Regions from separate parts of the Mus musculus genome. Here region 2 is linked to region 1. A link is a contact called in public HiChIP or PLAC-seq data. All regions are on one chromosome and are shown on one strand. The core of a region is the stretch at or near the end of the contact, and the rest is flanking DNA. Distances in the headings are between cores, read along the strand shown. Region 1 overlaps Adgrl3 (adhesion G protein-coupled receptor L3). Region 2 overlaps Adgrl3 (adhesion G protein-coupled receptor L3).

The links. HiChIP or PLAC-seq counts read pairs in DNA pulled down with a chosen protein or histone mark.
Region 2: an H3K27ac HiChIP or PLAC-seq map of neural progenitor cells shows a contact between it and region 1, with 2.3 times the contacts expected there. The contact joins two enhancer-like sites. A contact is called at or near these places in 5 of 484 Hi-C or Micro-C datasets (embryonic stem cells, forebrain, liver and 1 more), 2 of 115 datasets of contacts at active chromatin or transcription factors (embryonic stem cells and neural progenitor cells) and 2 of 9 other capture datasets (adipose tissue and embryonic stem cells).

Annotation. Positions count from the first base shown.
Region 1 is chr5:81,518,344-81,521,256 of GRCm38.p6, reverse strand. The region is part of intron 9 of Adgrl3 (adhesion G protein-coupled receptor L3); the gene reads right to left. Among named protein-coding and RNA genes, the nearest start is that of Adgrl3, 500 kb to the right of the region's middle. Within about 2 kb of position 1,371, at least 73 of the 459 cell types and tissues checked have an H3K27ac peak or open chromatin away from gene starts, as enhancers often do. A contact at or near this core is called in neural progenitor cells, where this site is marked.
Region 2 is chr5:81,638,959-81,641,763 of GRCm38.p6, reverse strand. All of the region lies in intron 10 of Adgrl3 (adhesion G protein-coupled receptor L3), which reads right to left. Among named protein-coding and RNA genes, the nearest start is that of 1700031L13Rik, 480 kb to the left of the region's middle. Within about 2 kb of position 1,488, at least 21 of the 459 cell types and tissues checked have an H3K27ac peak or open chromatin away from gene starts, as enhancers often do. A contact at or near this core is called in neural progenitor cells, where this site is marked.

The sequences.
Region 1 (2,913 bases), core at 122-2,621:
GTGGGTGTTCTAAAACACTAGACAAGTTTGCTGGTCTTCACTCTACATTAAGTTTGGCACAGATTTTCTCACTCTGTTCACTTTGACTTCACCCCTTCCTTTCACCTTGCATCTTCCTATGACTTCTTCATTATTCTAAAGCATGGGGACAACATGACAAAGCTAAGCTTGCCAGAGTGACAAGGACTGTAAATACAGCTATTTTCTTACATTTACATGTGGATAAGATGTTTCTCTGCATCATCATCATCATCATTATCTTATAGAGACTTTTTTTTTAATGTGCGTACAATGTCACTCCCTTTAGACTCACCAGAAGAGGGCATCAGATCCCATTACAGATGGTTGTGAGTCACAATGTGGTTGCTGGGGATTGAACTCAGGACCTGTGGAAGAGCAGTCAATGCTCTTACCTATTGGGCAATCTCTCCAGCCCCTAAAATTATTTTTAAAGGCTTGAGTTTTACAGCTAAAAAAAAATTAACTCATGAAGTACACTGTGCAGAAAAAGAAGTACAAAATAATTTTGATTTGTATCTTCAGCAATAGTTATAGATTCATAGGATATGTGAATCTGTACTGTTGTATAAAGATCATGAAGAGACACCCAGCTCTTCCAAAGCAAATGTACAGAAATGCTCTCCATTTGCTTTCGGAGGGATCTAATAAAATAACAAGCCACAGCCTATACAAACAGACATTAATATAGATTTTTAATCTATCATTTATGTATCTTGAGTTACATCATTTATCAAAATTATTGGAGCCTTTTGATTTCTTGTGGAATAGACTTCTACTGAGAAAGAAGTAGATTTGTACTTAAAACCCATGCTTGTGAGCTGTTATCTATGGTACTTGGCCACTACTTCAAAGGTTTAAAATCAGACATTAAACACGTAGCTATTTTAGCAGCTAATATAATTTCAGCTGAATCTCTTTTCTCTGTCCTAGTATGGACTGAAGGATAGGAGTCCAACTGAAGCAGCCTCCCCACCCCCATATTCAATAATAACATTCTTGCTACTGTTGCCAAACATTCCAGGAGGGCTCCTAAGGAGCTGCAGAATTATTTCAGTTCCACCTGTCTGCCCTCTGGTGGACATGCTAACGAGCAGTGCAACAGCCTCTCAAGACAGCTGGAGAGCGTGAGAATCCTCATTCACAAAGACATCATCTTCATATGCCCCTGAATGTTAAGTGCAGAAATAATTTTGATTATCTTCTAATAGGTATTCATTTATTAGCGGCATCGCTTTGTAGGGAAAAAAAAAGAAAGAAACCCTGTATCTATGACCCCTTTTTCTATCACTAGCACATCTACTAGGAAGGTCATTCGGATGTCAGATTCTTAAGAAACACTGGGCTCAGCTGTACAAAAGGAGGGTCGGTTTTGCTTTGAACAGGACTGTAGTTTTTATATTCAGAGGCTGAAGAGTAGATGATGTCATTCTGGAAATCTTAACCCTTAGTAAGATGAGAGAAAAATACAGGAGAGGTTAAAAAAAAATGTGGGAGAAAATTAATTCGTTTGACTTGGAGTTGGGAGATTTTGTTAAGTTCTCCCTGTGCTTCCTGGAAACAGCAGCATCAGCAGTGTCAATCAGCAGCAGCTGTCCCCACAAGCAAAGAAGAAGCACGGGAAGAATGGGAGGGAGCTCTCCCACACAGCGAAACAGCTGAGGAACAAAAACTCCAGCTGGGACCAAGATTAGCAACAAGTGGTGAAACGGTTGTTTCTGTTTTGCAAATTTCACTCAGCTACAAAGATGGAGGCAAACCAAACTTTGGAAACAGCAAGGGATCTCAAGTGGAGCCCAGTAGTGACTGTAACCTGCCATCCCATGAGCAGCCTGACTTAAGATATCAGTCCTTTCCCACTGTTTCCCCATCTCAGGAGCACCACCTATAAGTTAGCCATTCAACAAGCAGATTCAGCAAACTAACAAACAAGTGGCGTTTTCAAAATGTTCAGGATTCTCTGGCCAGCATTCACAATTGCTCAGCTGTCAAGGTAAAGGGCTCAAATATATGATGTGAAAATTACATTTTAACGAGGTGTCATGTGTGCTTAAAGTTCTTATTCATCACTACATAGCCAGAACTTCTGCAGGAGACAGGAATGCACTAATTAGCATATTATAAGGACAGGAGGTTCACCTAATCTGCATTGTTCAACTGTTGTGCACAGGCTGTGTGCTGTTGTTTAGATCCTGCTCCCTTCAAGCAAGTAGAGGAGCTCTTCATTTGCATAATCTAAATGGGTCTCTGAGAAAATGCAGATTGTATTTGGGAAGGAGGAGGAAGAAGAGAAGGGGGAGGAGAGGAGGGGGGAGGGTGATCTGGCCCGCAGCATCTGTCTTCAGCATTCTTTCCACAGCACATATTGTCCCATGCCTTTGTCACGCATGTTCCACAAGTAGACTTGTATATTGTAGCCATATTAAGTTTACGAAAATTTGAAGACAGGATTCTCTGCCTATTCCTATAACAAACTTGACTTTACTTCTGTGGGAAACTATTGTAAATTTGACAAGGGTTGCCCTACATTTTTATTTGGATAGTTTAGGAGGAAGCTGTTTGAGGCAAAGCAAATATCTTACTCCTCACTCCATTTCATTAATAAATATTGATTTTAGCACGAAATGGGTTGGGAAGAAAAACAGCAGAGACAGAGGGGAAAGGAGGAGAGGAGAGGGAAAGAGAGAAAGAGAGAGAGAAAAAGAACAGTGACCAAAAGTCAGCGACCTAAGACCCAAGACCAAAGACAAAACTCAAGTCTGGTAGGACATGTCATAGTTTAAGAAATATGATTCCCATATGAGCATCACTCAAGTCATCCATGAAATAATCAAGTGTTCTTGAAGATGGCTAATGTACAAGGTAGAAATATAGATATGTAAGGTAATGATGGAT
Region 2 (2,805 bases), core at 239-2,738, 120 kb before region 1:
AAACAAAAACAAAAACAAAACAAAACAAAACAACAAAAAAACTTGTCTCAGTGATAGATACTGACAAAAGAAATATCTGAATCCCCAGAAAAGCTCTTGCTTGTTGGGGTTCCAGCTAGCATCACATGCTGAGAGAGTCTTGATCTTCCATGAGGCAAGGATGTTGTGACTGTCTCAGTGGGTGCTGCTATGCCACATCAGCTGAAGACAGCAAGTTTAATCAAATGCTGTGCTAAGCACCTGTGTGCTGTGTGTGTGGAAAAATAAATTTGAGTGACTACTTACATTTAGTACTTTATTCTCTTTAAGTATTTTGCTTAGTTATCTTTATTACTCTGTCAACATTGAGTGTGTCTTTATAGCCTTTTTCCCTACCTCTTCCCATCATCATCATCATCAAAAAAACCTTTCAATTCTCCTAAGTACTGTCTATACTAATGCTTTATAGTTTAAAAAAAAAGTCAAACATTTGATTTATTTTCTTTACTTTTTTCCTCCAGTCTGTCTTAAACAATTACAACTTAGAACGTCAATGCAAGTTTTGTGGAGTATATGGAAAAGTGTGACAATGGCAATTTTTATAGTGATTAATGTTTTATAATATACTTGTATATTTGTAATTCCACTTAGTTATGATCAAAATTATAGCGTGATTGATATTATAAATTATTAATTTTAAAATGAGGAAACGTGACATCAAACAGTAAGCAAATCACTATCCTATATTCAGGAACTCCTCTTGTTGCGTGTCTCAGGTTTATAATACTTTGCTATGAAAACGGACCTTGGGCTATGTGCATATCTGAGATCTAGTACTGGGAGGCAGTGGCCAGATAATCACAAACTATAGGCCAGTGAGGACTGCATAGTGAGAGTCTGTGTGAAGCAAATGGGAGCCCTCGGTTCTGATCAGCAGTCCAATGCTTTTCCAGCACATGCAAGGTCCTAAGTTTGATCCCTAGCACCAGAAACCATCCCATGACCAGAAAAGAAAGTCTGTCATCATGAACTGCTTTACGCTTCTACAATGATCAGTCTTATGTCAGCTTTTAATACAATAATGAGGGAATAAAATGATTCTAGTAAGGCATTACTATCCTTGATTATACAATAATCATATTCGCAATAAACAGCTTTTTAGAGGATGTAATACTCAAGACAGAACAGAAAGTCATGTGATCTAAATGTAAATTTCACTTTACAGACATGTTGTTCTCTACTCAGGGAAAACCTACAGCCTTTTTTTTTCCCCCAGCTGTCCATTTTCTTCTTCCCTCTCTTCAAAGCATTATTTTCTTTGGAGTTTTCCTGTTACAAATGTTTCTTTTGTACTACCCTCATTTCAATAGACAATGCTCCGGGTGACTGCAAAAGCACTTTGTGCTCTGCACTTGCCAAGTGTTCATTTGGATCCAAGGTCCATTACTAAAGCAAGCCTCCCAAGGGCCCAATAGAAGAAACGAGAAAGCTAAAACCATCCCAATGCTGAGCATGGTTTTTGGCTACTTGTGCAATGCTCAGGGTAGAAAGACGTTCTCCCTGATCCCCATGGATAGCAGTAGGTGGCAGCATATTTGATTAGAAACAGCCTTAAAAGTGAAACACTGCTATTACGCATCAAAAAATTATCCAGTTCCTATCAGAATTCATTTGTAGGACTTGGCTGCGTGGCCTCTTGAGAGTGGAAAACCATAGAATATCAGCCATGTAGAGGGATATTTATTTCTGTAATTTGATCCACTTATATCTCCTGGTTCTCTCTTAGGATATTATCCTTATTGTAAATAGAGAAAATTAAGTGTTTTAATAAACAGGAAATCATAATGGCCTTATTATATATGATAATAAGTGAAAATATAAGATTTTAAGGGACTCTTCTTTAAAATTATCTGCTACATGTTAGATCCCAGAAAACCAAAAACCACTAAATGTTTTATACTATATTAATTCTTCTATTATTTGGGGGCACCCATACTTATCTTTATGATTATTTTACCCATGCTTTAATTATGTTCCAAATATACATCAGGTGGGTATAGTCATCTTCATTAGGCAGTTGACAGACGTCAATCTGTTCTACTAAGTTTAAATCCTGCATGTTTATGAAAACTCACATAGGTTTTCTGACAACTTTGTATAGTTGCTGAGTGACAGGACCTGCATTGGAATCAAGATCTATCAAAACACTCCCTGTCTGCTGGGACAGTGCTGCTGCTTTACAGTGAACATTGACACATATTTATACCTGAGTAAACATCTACTGGATTTTGATATTAATTTGATCCAAGAACTACTCACATATTGTTTTTAAAGGCTTTCCTATGACACAGACATAATGGGAGTCTCCCACGTATCTACTTCACAGGATCTAAGCAATCTTATGAATACAACTCAGACACTGCTCCGCCTCATTAAGTAAAGCCTGTGAGAAGCTACCATTCATAATCTTCACTTTCAAGCAGTAAAACTGAGGCATGGAATGAGTGGAAAGTTTGTCAGGCTTACGAATTCAAAATAAGAAGAGAGGAACAACTGTAGAGTTCCTCTTCTCAGCCAAACAGAATATGGAGAGCCAGCAGGTGACCGTTGACCGAGCAGCTGGTTTTCTCTAGTTGAGAGTAGAGGATGCAGGCCTTACGGTGAGCTCCCCCTTTATTGAGGGCATTCCTAATTCTTTTGTGGGCTCAGACCTATTACATAAGGGAACTCTCTTGCTGCCTAAAATCGTGTTCCAATACAAATGGGCAATGAATGTGTTTCTCCTACTTTTCTAATTTATTATATGCCCAAGAGTGCTCTGTTACC